Regions from separate parts of the Columba livia genome. Here region 2 is linked to region 1. Evidence: chromatin contacts called from public Hi-C data. All regions are on one chromosome and are shown on one strand. The core of a region is the stretch at or near the end of the contact, and the rest is flanking DNA. Distances in the headings are between cores, read along the strand shown. Region 1 holds the start of GOLGA3 (golgin A3). Region 2 overlaps LOC102092877.

Region 1 (6,127 bases), core at 1,787-4,286:
TACAATATTAAGGCAGCCTTCAATAAAGCATATTTCTGAAGACCTGAATTCTATATCCATGGCCTGTATTTAATACAATTCCTCTTTCTTCAGTGACCGTGAGAGGAGAGCCGGGTGCCTGGGACAGATTGCCATGTGCCAATGACAGAGCTATTTGTATGTGGTTAGCACAAATTTATTTCTTAATGAAGTTTCTGCAGTCTGAGTGACACGAAATGATAGAAATATGTGAGCAGAAATAGCTGCAATAAACACAGGGAATGGGAACATAGTGTTGTCGGTGGCTCAGGAAGAAGATCTCTACTAAGGGAATATTTAGAAAAACATGTTTGTACTATAACAGCTGTAACGGAAAGCACCATGCATGGGCTTTGTCCTGTGCAGAGGGTGCCACCCTCTGCTTCTGCAGAGTATGAAGCCTTTCTCTCTCGCCTGGCTCTTCCTCTGACGCTAGGGCAATTCTCTCACACACAGAGGGAGTTACAAAAATACCCTGCTTGGTAGGTAAGTCTGCAAATTGTCTGTCATTCTCTGTTAGTTTTAGTTTCTAGCTCAGGTCTTTAATTTGGCATTATATGCCTTTTTATTTTGGTTAGAGCAATGATGAATAAGTTCGCCTTTGTCTTTCAGGGGCAAGGCCCTGCGAGCTCCTGAAAAATACTGTTCCTGCTAAGGTCTGAGAAAGCTCAGGTGGAGAGAAGGTGGCGGCAGCTCCTGCACGCAGCCTCGGGGCACGGGGAGGGAACGCTGCGGCTGCTGTGGTTCAAGGACTCATTGCTGTACGTTCTGATTTTTATATCTGAAGAATAAGAGAGTGAGAGGAACTTGGATAGAGTTTAGAATAATCCGTGGGCACTCTCTCTGCTGGAGACAGAGACTGCAGCTTACAGAAACAAGTCTCCTGGAAATGTACATGTATCCCTGCATTTAAAAGCCTTGTTAGTGTTAGACAATTTTTCTGGCTTTTTAAACAACTACCACGATATCCCCCTGTCGTGCTAAAACTTACGTTACTGATGCTATATATCTTTCAGTAAGAAGGGTTCTCTTTTCTGTTCAGGCAGCCCGTTCAAGCCTGCTGCAGCTTTGTGCCACGCTTGGGTGGCAGTCTGTAAACAAGTGGCTATTGCTGCAGCTGGGGGGCTTGGTGCTGTGGCAGACTTGGAAGTAAAAAAGAGATACTTTGGAGCTTTACCCAAATAATGAATTGTCCTAGAGAGCTGGGATCGAAGTCAAGATTAGCAACACATTGGGTTGAGTTCACTGTGGGAGGCAAAACTCTTAACTTTTCACATTCTTACATGAAAAGCAAAGCAACAGATTGAACGAAGAGTAGGCATTCAAGTCTTCCTCACCGTATTGTCCTTGACAACTTCTGTGAAGAGTATCCAGTGAAAGTCACTACTAAAGAATTTGAAATGCACATTTGTATACGCAAATTCTCAAGGATTCCTCTCCAATCTCAGAAGAGACTCATTCTGTTAACAGCCCTTTTGGCTCAGCTCTCCTTCACCCATACAAACCCCACATATAGTTTACAAGCTCAATGCCGAACATCTGCATCCAGCCAGGAAGGTCAAACTTCAGGTAACTCTGGTATGCAGCCACAGCCTGGGATTGCCCACTGGTGCAGACACCTGGCTCAGGCAGCATAATAGCAGGAGGCTGCTGTTCTCTAGATCCAAATATACTTTTGCCAGGTATTTGTGCAGATCACCCACTGAGACTGTGAATTTGTGAACAGTAGAAGGTGTTTCATTCAGTAGAGTCTCTAAGAAGATTGTGCTGAGTCCTTGATCACGCTCATCTAGTCCCTATTTGAGGTCATCTGGCTTGCCGGCCTCTCTCAGACCCGTGCCTCCCTGCATTTCCACTTGCAGAGAGTCTGCTTCCCGAGTTAGTTTGTAAAGTAAAGTTTTCTTCCAAATCACACCTAGAGCACTACCTCTGCATAATCTGCGCAGGAAAACACCCACATACTGTCATTAGCAATCTGTCAGGAGCTTGATTAACAGGTTTGCAATTTAACCAAGTTAGACTCAGGTTTGGGTTTAACTAGATTCCTGACTTGCTGAACAGCCTCACATCTTCCTAGAGAAACAGCTCGGTGGATTCATGTTCATGTCAAGGATAATTCGGACACGTTGAGAAAAGCAAAGAGGAATAGCTGGAAAAGCTGACTATGTATGTTTACCTGGCAATTATAATTTGGGTGACAATATGATATTAGAAGGCATCTTCATTATGAAAATAAAAATGATCAGAGATAAGGGGCAGTGATATGACCTTTCACAGAGACATCTGGTTTTCCAAATCCATTTACTAAGCATTATAGTCCATACGGTTACTCTAGCAAGATTAGGAGTAAAGCCTACCCAACCAATAAACTCTCCAGCAAGCCCAAAATAATCCCAGTCTAACGAGATGAGCCACTATACTAATGGAAAAAAAATGTAGAAAAGCAAAACCCACCAGTGTAAGCATAGGAGGTAACAGTTGTGTGAAATATGACTTGACGGTTCCCAGTATCCCAGAGGACTTCTGGGGTGCCCAATGCTGGAAAGATGCTTGTAAGGACTGATTTATGAGGAAACGGCCATCAGGAATGCTAGGAACAAGCCATGTCATTGAACTCCCTGTAATCTAATCTAGTAAATGGTTATGCTAACGTAGGAATGTCAGTGATCTAGATAATGAAGGCTGCGAGGGGCACACCGCATTACACACAGACTTAATTTTTAGTTTATGCACAGGTTTAATTTTAATTTATGCAAGTCTGCTGCTCGCCTTGGGGTCTTGCACGGAACCCGAGGGGAGCCGGCGCATCCCGCTCGGCCGGGCCGGTCCGGCCCTGCCCCGCCGCGGGCTCCCCCGGAACGCGGCCCCGCCGCTGCTGCCGGGCCCGCCCCGGGTGCCGGCGATAAAAGGCGTTTCCCCTTCCTTCCCCTCCCTCCCGCCTCTCCCGGAAGAGTCCGTCCGGAAAAGCCGCCGCCTCTCCCGCGGGTCTGGCGGCACTGGCCGCCGCCCCGTTGCGCCAGGCCGCCGCAGCTCCCCGCCGAGGGGCGCGGGCCCGGCTGTGCGGGGGCGGCGCGGGAGCGGGCCGTGCCGTGCCGTGCCGCGCCGCCCCCGGGCCTCAGCGGTGGCGCCCGGCCGGCGGGGGAGGGAGAACGGCGTTGCACCGCCGCGCCCTCCCCTCCCCTTCCCGGTGGAGGCAGCGCCACGTCTCGGGCAGGAGCCGGGCGCCGGGCGGGCGGCCCCAGGTCTGCGGAGGCTCGCCGGGTAGGGGGGCGGCGGGGCTCGGGGGCGGTCGAGGCGGGGCGGCCGGGCTCTGCTTCAGGCCGGGGAAGCGCGTTCGGGGTTGCCCTCCCTGCCCGCGGCCTGCGCGGAGCCGTCCGGCCCGGCTACGTGGGCTGCGGCCCCCGGGCTGCGGCCGCCTCTTGCCGGCGTCCCGGAGAGGTGTTCCGGCTCCCGCCCCGGGACCCCGCGGGCGTGTCTCGTCGGGCGGCGCCCCCCGTTTGGGACAGGACTCCGTTGCCCTCCTGGTTATTGGTGTTTTAAACAAAATAGGTTGTTTTCGTACAGCTCATTTCTCTGTGAGGCTTCTCTGGGTTCCCGTGTGTGTGTGTGTGCGTGCGCCTGCCTGTGCTCAGCACAGAGATACAAAAGGGCTTTGAAGCCAAAACACTCTTAACCTTTAACGTTTGCGAGTGGGTTGCACAGGAGAAAGCTGTTCTTCCGGGTCCTGATTATTCAAAGATGTTTTATGACAAGAATAACAAACCATCTCATGTTCCCTGGGTTTTGCCACAGTGTAAGCGGTGTAAATTGTGCTTGCCTTTTGCCTGCAGTTCCTCTTTGAGACCTGTCGTATAGTATCTTTTTGCCATACAACGACTGTTCTTCCGTAAGTTTTTTTTTAAGCTTTATTATACAGAAGGGCTTTAAAAATCAATAACAATGCACAGTGAAGGTATTAATCTTTCTGTTTGGTGGCGGTTTCTCTTTTAGAAATATATTCCAGCTTTCTGGCTCCTTCACGGTTCACCCCCGTGATGGTCACCTATCTGATAATCTAGTCCTGTGCATCCGGAGTTAATAGGAGCTTCGGTAACGCTTTGGAGATGTCCGGTGGTGTTGCTGGGTGACCAGGGCAGTTCGGTACAGTAGAAGTTAACACAAGTGCTGTCTGGAGATATGGAAGGAATGGTGCTCAAAATGTTTACGTTCATGTAAAAATGAAATTTCAATATCCCTGACCTGACATTCTGTCCTCATCGCCTCCCTCCTTTTGTTTTATTTAACTGGTGATTTCTTAAGTTTCTTTTGTAAAGAGGATCCATAACACTTTTGTAGTCTAATTTCAGCTGTCAGTAACTATTTTAACAAATTTGAAGTACTTGAAATAACTATTTCTAACAGCTTCTACCATATTGTATTAGTTGGCTGGGTCTATACCCCAAAGTGAGGTCTGAATGCCTGGAGAATAATTGGTAAGTTCTATAAACTGTGTTTGGCAATGCTCCTCTTGACTTGCCATGGAGGAAGGCAGCGTTGAACTGCAGCCCAGGCCACGTTCTGACTGCCAACACAGGCTGTAATTAGTAGCTCAGGCTCAGTGTGGTGATACATACCGGTTGCTCTGCAGACAAGTAAACAGTAATGATGTTATTTAATTAAAAAAAAAAAAATCTGAATTCCATACTGCATTCTAACTGAAGTTATTGAAACTTAAATGGCAGAATGTCCTTGAAAGGGAATATATGTTATGAAAATCCAAACTGTAGTTTACAGGTAAAAATGCTGCTTTTGATACTGGCTCACTTATTAAAGTAGAGGCCAAAGAGACATTTCCATTAAAAAGGACAGTTATCTTACATCAGTTGTCTGGCTGACTATTATCTTGTTGCGTCATTATGTTGGTGTATCAATGCTACTAAGAAAAAAAAGTTCTGAAACTGTTAAATAGATCACTACTTAATCAGAAAAGCTGGATACTTGTTGTATTTCATTGTCTTTGTTATTATCCCGTGTCCTGTTCCTGTTTGTTGTAGCTGGGCTGGTGGGTAATCTGTGCGTACTGTTTGTTTTTTAACTCATATTTTCAAAGCTCTAAGAAATGTTTGTAAATTCACTACATTTTGCTTCTAGGGAATGCGGCTCCTTCGTGATTACAGTTTTGCCTGCGAGCTGTTTCTGTGATCTCCTGGAACTATCGGCTGCCTGCTGCACGCCAACAGCTGTAAAGCTCACACTGTAAAGCTCACAACTGTGCTCCTGTGTAACATCTTGATGCCGTTGTTGCTGATGGAGAGAAACAGGACTTGGTAGTTTACTTGGTGGAAAATTATTTGGAAGAAAAACTTTCCAGGGATCTGGATTATTTCTACCATGGACTCCTCATCTGTCCAGCAGGGCATTCACTTGGAGAACAGAAGCAGTAATGCGGCCCTTAGCAGCTCTGAAGAACTTCTGGATCATAACGCCAAGTCACATTTGCCAGTTACAACAGATGAAATTAACAGTAAGTTGCTTCATATATACAGAATTATTCCTACTCTTACCCAGGCTTCTCTGCAACGACCTGTTTTGTTGTTCAGGTGATGCTGAAGGACTTTTTTCCTTGAGGTCAAGAATTTCCTGTACAGCAGTTTTAAGCAAGCTTGATTACTATGGCTCTGTCTATGGGAAAATTCTCTTTTGTTTTAAAAGTTGTTCTTTCAAAACAAAACCAAACTCTTAAGTACTATTGGCTATCAGTTGGGTACGTGCTGCTCAGGGTGTTCATCTGTCTTCTGATAGTGTTTCCAAGAGTACATACCTGAAATTACTAGAACTAATAATTCTGCAGTTATTATTGTGGAGTAAGATCATGACTGGAGTATTTATTCTGGCAAAATAGATTTTCCTAATCAATCGATTAGGTAATAATCCAAATGTACTCCAAGTTTCTCTAAACCTCCATTTATGGAAGTGAAATGCTGGCATGTACTGTCCAAGTTATCTCAAAATAACTTTTATCAGCAATCTCTAAAATAAATTAATTGCAGCTGTTCACAAGAAACTTAAGAGAGCGCTGGTCTGAGTAGGTCACAGAGTCTGACTTAGGTTGGAAGGGACCTCTGTGGGT
Region 2 (6,127 bases), core at 931-3,430, 46 kb before region 1:
TAAATGTATGAACTATGCTTGGTGTAATTGTTTAAACGCTGTAAAGGCGCAGCCTGTTTTTAACCTAAAGCACACTCCCACCTGCTTTATCAGAGACACTGGGAAGCTGATCATGAAGTGTGGTAGGATAGATGTTGTGAAAACTGAGGTGATTGCGGTAGGGTTGGACATAGTGGTGAACAAGGTGTGTAGTCTCTGTCGTCGGGAAAGTTCTTTTATAAAGAAGGTGGAGAGCAGTTCTTCCAGTTCCCTTTTGTGATTTATTTTTTCCCAAACTAAGAAGTTATTAATTAAAAAAAAAAAAAATCACTGAAGTTGTCTGTTTCTGTTTCTTCTGTGGCATATTCTCTCACCACAGAAATGGGTGTATGCCACAGTTTCTAATGCTTGGTCAAGCCATCAGTTACTTGAATGTTGAGATTTCACAACTAAGTATCATCCTAGAACTCGTAATAGCTGGAAATGGAACGAGTGTTTTTGTCATTCCAAGAAATTTTCTGAAACTTTAAAGTGTCAGGTGATTCACAAAGGATCATCCGTATTTCTGCCGGACTTACAACTAATGATGTAAGCAAAAAACTGTTAAATACAATTCATTTTTGTCGACAAGCTGTGACTTCAAGATACTGGTAAGTAAGAAAGTTTACTACTATAAAAAAGTGGGTAGTATTTTAATTTCTTGCAACACTGTAAACACTGAGATAACAGTCATTATGCCTCTGGTGTAACGGCAGGCTAGAGAAAATTGTTATATTGTGTTCTTTACAATGACCTAATCTGTCTAAATTACAAGATTTCAGGCGGCCACTATTAGTGGAACGCTCTTTCTGAAGATAACTTTTCCGTTGCTGAGGGAGCAGGAGGCCCCGTCCGCTCCCGCTCCCGTTCCGGCGCGCAGGCCGCGGCGCCACTTGTTGGACTGCAGGCGGCGACTTAGCGTCTGAGGATTTGTGTTCCCACCGTTGGAGCTGGATATCCTTTAATGGTATAGCTAATCCATATAGCTGCTCTTAAACCAGCTATCATTTGTTCTTCAGACTAAATTTAAAAGAACTGCAAACTCATGGTTGTGTAATGTAAAAGTGAAAATGCTGTGCTGTTCTGTACAACATAAAGACACACTGATAGACCTTAAAACTTGTGATGGTTTTGGCGTGCCCAACGCTTATATTGGTGGATGTAAGTGTGTTAGACCCCGTTATGTCAACCAGTGACGTGTAACTACTTTAGTTTGAGGAAGCTGCTGATTTTGGATTTATGCCCTGTCGCGTGATCAGTTCTGGCACAGCATAAGCTTTTCTGAGCATTTCCTCCATGAAGGATGAAGAAAGACGGTAGCATGGTGGTGAGAAGGAGAATACAGTACATGGCCTTTTGCAGCTGGAATAGCTGTCAGTGTCCTCATCTCAGCAGTTCGTGCTGATGTGAGAGCTCTTAGTGTCTCAAGTATTTGAATCAGCAGCTCTGTAGGAAAATTTGTGTTGAAGCTCTGATACTGTTTTCCTTTAATTTAATAGAAAAATTGTGGTATTTGACGGTCAAAGATCCATCATTAGCTCATTCATTCTGCAAACAAAAGACATCATTTTTGTATCTGTTTCGAGTCTTCAGCTCTGATGGCTTAGCCTGCAGCAAGAGCCGAGGGAAATCGATTGACTCAGCGGGAAGGGGTTGGACGTTTGAGAACAGAATGCTCGGTTCTAAATCATGCTCTGAAAATCTGGTTTCTCATGGCCTCTTAGAAATTTCTACTAGAAGGCAGCTTTATTTTGTACAGTCTGCCCCTAGAAATAAACCAACAGTCACTGCATTACTGGAAGTTAGGAAAAGGATCTCTTGGTTTTAAGAAGAACGTGTGGGGGTTTTGCAATTTTCTATTTTATCTAACATTGTTGCTGCATGATGTTTGGGAGCTGAAGTACCACTTATACCATTCCAAGGAATAACTTCTGAAGAAAACTAATTATACCATTTCCCACAGTAATGCTTAATATGCAAAGATTGCTTCTAAATCTGCTTTTCAGGTCATCCTTCTTTTCTTCAAACTTCACCATTTTGACTTTCAATGAGGTAATTTCACCCTTAAGCTCATTAGTTTCCGTAGGAAATGAATTATAAAAAATGCTAAGTGTGCCGTATGAGGTTTAACATCAAAGACATTTCTAGACAGACCATGAATATATGTTGAAGCGGTGTTTGGTCTCTGTTGGGTATTCTTTTCAGTGCTGCTGAGTTTTACTTGCTTGCTCTTGTTAGGTAACTGTTGGCTCAGGACTTATCTTTTCCTTGCAATGCAAATTAATGTTGAATTGTTTAGAATCAAATCCAGTAGCTGACTGCACCGCTTGAGTCAGATGTGTCACGTTGCGGCTCATGCCCTTCTCATGGAAGAACAAACCAACCACAGCTGTAAGTAGGATGCTTTGTAACCAACTGCTCTTAAAGGTGGGATTTCTGAAAGGAAACCTCAGTTCATGTTTCTGCTAGGAAGTTATAAGCTGATTTTTCTTGCTCCCCTGAAGCCTCAAAGTTGGGGTTCACTAGCTGCGTGTTAAATCTTGGATTGTTTTCCCACTGAACCTGTATTCTCAACTGTTTTAACCACTTGACAGTAAGAAACATAACCCATATAATTCTTGTCAGCCTGTATAGCATCAGGCTTTATTTTGAAGCTCTGTTCCCAATAATGGAAAAATAGGGAATGCCCACATATTTTTGTCCTTTTCAGTCTACCTAACACACTGGCTAGAGGGATTGCCTACCATACTCCAGAATAATTAATTAAAAAAAGCCCAAGTGAACATTATTCAGATCCAGTTTTACTGAAAGTAATACTCCTCCTGTTAGCTCCATAACATTTTTTGACTTGTTTTTTCTTCCCATGCAATTGTGATTGAAACGATTTTCCTCCTCCTCAGCAAGTGCTTAGCATGCTTATCCCATCTGCTGCCTGGTTGCAGTATGCGGAAGAGCACAGTGGAGCGGCTGTATTAGCACAAAAGGAAAACGGAATCCCGAGCTCGTGCATGAGCTGTGAGGGTTTCTGTCATTAAAACGTGGCAGCATGGCTCTCAGAAGTAATAGAACTGTTAGCAACAGAATAAATGCCCTAAGTAATGCTATTTAAAGACTAATCCTAGTTAATATTTACAGCTGAAAATATTAGAGCACTTTATTCCACCCAGAGCTTTCAGAATTTCTTAAATTTGTGCTGTGACTTTGTCAAGGTTGAAGGCAAGGCGGCAGTAAACCGTGGCAGACCCCGCTATCCCCCAGACCTCCCGCCACCCCTTTCCTTTAGATCGGAAAGATGATAAGAAAGATAAGGGGAAAGGAAGAGACTTAGACTGCAAGTTGGAGAGTTTTAAGGGGTTTTACTAATGCTACTAATAAATAGAGGTTATATACAAACTCTACGAACCCGGTCTGGCGTGCTGGATGTGGCGCTGGCGCCCCTCCGCAGCAGAGCTGGGCTGGGCTGGCGGCCCAGCTGCGGCTCCGGCCCCGGGAGTCCCGGGCGGGACTGCACTGCAGACGGAACCCGGCTGCAGGATGCAGGGCCTGAGGGCTGTGGATCACAGACGGACAGACAGGCAGACAGACGGGCCTCTCCAGACGCCGGCCATGGGCGAAGAGTGACCCTCGTGATCACCCTCTTATATAGGGGTATGACGATTATGGGATGGAATACTTGCGTTGGTCAGTTCTAGTCCCCTGTTCCATCCACCCCTCCTCAAACACACCCCCCTCACGGTGGAACATGGCAAAACTTATCAGTCTTTCTTGGCTACCATAGTAATAAATCTAAACATGAGCCTTTTCAGCATCCTGTTGGTCTCTTATCAGCACCGAGTACAGCATCCTAGGAAAAATATGCAGGCTAAACCTCAGAAAAGTACAGCCACCTAGGAGAACTGAGCTGAAAGAAACATCACTGACAGAGAACCGGTCTGGTTTTTAACAAAACCAGGACAGAGTTGTTTGAAGAGCATGGGTGGAAGCTGTTTCTGTGCCTGTGGGGGAAAAGGAGAATTTCAAAATAGTTCATTTGGCTGCAAGGGGAGGAAATTCTTTTATAAATTCTTTGAAGCTACAAAATGAAACACGAGTACCTCTTTATCTGCCTTAGAAAAATAGGAACCTCGAACGGCGAGGCAGGAACCGGAGTCTCCCGCGTGCTGCGCTGCTGGCTCTTCAGGGCTGCCGGCTGGGCACCCGCAGCGGGCGCCCGGCGCTGGGCGTCGGTGCGTTCCAGTGGCAGAAGGCATCACCTTCGAATGGCCTGGTTTATCACCCACGTCCATGCTGAGAGTAAGCAGCGTTGTTGAATGTTGCGTGTCCTTCAGGAGAAGGGCCTCTCTCAACATGTGTATGTATATAGTCCATGCTGAACACAGGATACCTGATTTAGTGTCCCATCTATAGTTGTGGCTCTATAGTGCCACAATAGGTATAATGGAAGAGGTACCGAGTGTTCAGATAAGCAGTCCGTGATAGGAAATGCAAACTTGCCCAGAAACCGGCCTCTGGCAGCAGTCTTCACAGGTTTAGCAAAATCTGCTCTTTGGGAGCAGAGGACGCCGGAGTAAACAAGCACCTTGTTATCTGGTGGGGTCGCTGGGAAGTCAGACAGCACAGTCCCGGCCGAGCGCCGCAGCAGCTTTTGTGCTCTTTCATTGCAACAGCTGCTAAGGGGCTGCTGTACTGGTGCATACCATGTGATGGCAATGCCATCCATCTAGTCTTTCAGCATAATAAATAAAATGTCATTACATTTTAGAAATTAATAGTTAAACATGCTTTTATTGAAAAAGCCATTTTTTCCCAGCCCTTCAAATGTAGCTACTGTAAATAACTGAACACAAGTACTTTTCAAAAGTAGATTTTTAGTACTTCAATCTTTAGAAATGTAGTAAGTAACAGAACATTGACTCTGAATTACAATGTATATGAATTCAATGCAGCGGAAGTTATTATTAGAATACTGAAGACCTCTAAATGTTTTCTTAAATCATAAATATATTAACTCTTCACGTTGAATCATGTAGCATTTATGAAACAACAAAAAACTCCACACCCAACTTTTGTGCTTCAAGACTACTCAGTGCAGTCTGGTAACAGCAGATGCAGAGACCTGTTTGCTGTCCACGTTTTGCTGGTTTCGCTTTCGCTGCTGCCGGTGCAGCGCGTCTATGTGTACACGGACACGCAAACACATAATCAAAATATACGGCAAAACCTACAATCCTGTGTTGCATATCTCAGACATTAATAGGTGGCAAATGGAAGCTGTAATAGCAGGTGAAATCATAAATAATTCAGTTAAATATTTCAGGAATCGGACTTAAATGCCTTTACACAGAAGGATTAAGATAACTTGATACATGCTGTAGCTGATAATAGGGGAAGACTTGTATGGAAGATTTCTTTCTGACACCTGTTTTATGACATGCTATTGCTTTAAAACAGTGTGCTGTGTCAGCTGCAAATACAGCTTCATAGAGAATTTCTTTCATTTAAGAAAGCAAAATATTCCTAAGGTGTGGGTTGAATATGCAGGAGTCTCTTGCAAAGACAGGAAAATATCACCAGGAGGCAATTAAAATACTCATGGGGTTATTAAAGGCAATAGGACCAGCAGGCTTCCCTTTGGTTCAGCGTTCCACTGAATTCCCTGGGTTTGTAATCACGGAGGCACAGCCACTTAGTAGTTCATTTCTAAAGAAAGTGAGCACTCAAAGTTTGCCTCACCTAACTTTGTCTTTTAAGTCTTGCCTGCTAAAGGAAGGGAAGTAGTTCTCTACTAAATGTGCATGACCAGCAATAAATAGCTGGTGGATATAGGATCAGAGCAGCTGCAGCTATCCAAGTGTTCAGTGGTTTTGTACACGTGGTCCTGTTTCAATGAGGAGTCACTTAATGTAGTGGATTGAGATGTTTTAAGTCCATGTAGATCTAACAAAGATGAAGCTACACCAGACTTCTCTAGAACTGGCATCCGGTGTTCAGCTTGTCTGCGCACTTTTCTAAGGAGTCAGAATATGAGATAATCGTGGTCTTTAATATTAGAGAGGCTAATGCTTGGTAAACTTTGTGCTTGAGGGCAGAAATTAGGAAATGCATAAAA

What was found. Hi-C and Micro-C count contacts between places; a contact is called where the count stands out from the background.
Region 2: a Hi-C map of liver shows a contact between it and region 1, with 4 times the contacts expected there. The contact joins the enhancer-like site here to the promoter of GOLGA3 in region 1. A contact is called at or near these places in 2 of 2 Hi-C or Micro-C datasets (crop and liver).

What each region holds. Positions count from the first base shown.
Region 1 is chr17:207,544-213,670 of bColLiv1.pat.W.v2, reverse strand. It overlaps GOLGA3 (golgin A3), which reads left to right and starts at 3,036. Exons shown (of 24, transcript XM_065033261.1): 1 at 3,036-3,260; 2 at 5,149-5,521. The coding sequence starts at 5,389.
Region 2 is chr17:252,729-258,855 of bColLiv1.pat.W.v2, reverse strand. LOC102092877 reads right to left here. Exons shown (of 7, transcript XM_065033273.1): 7 at 4,867-6,127. Among named protein-coding and RNA genes, the nearest start is that of CHFR, 30 kb to the left of the region's middle. Within about 2 kb of position 2,180, at least 1 of the 3 cell types and tissues checked has an H3K27ac peak away from gene starts, as active enhancers do.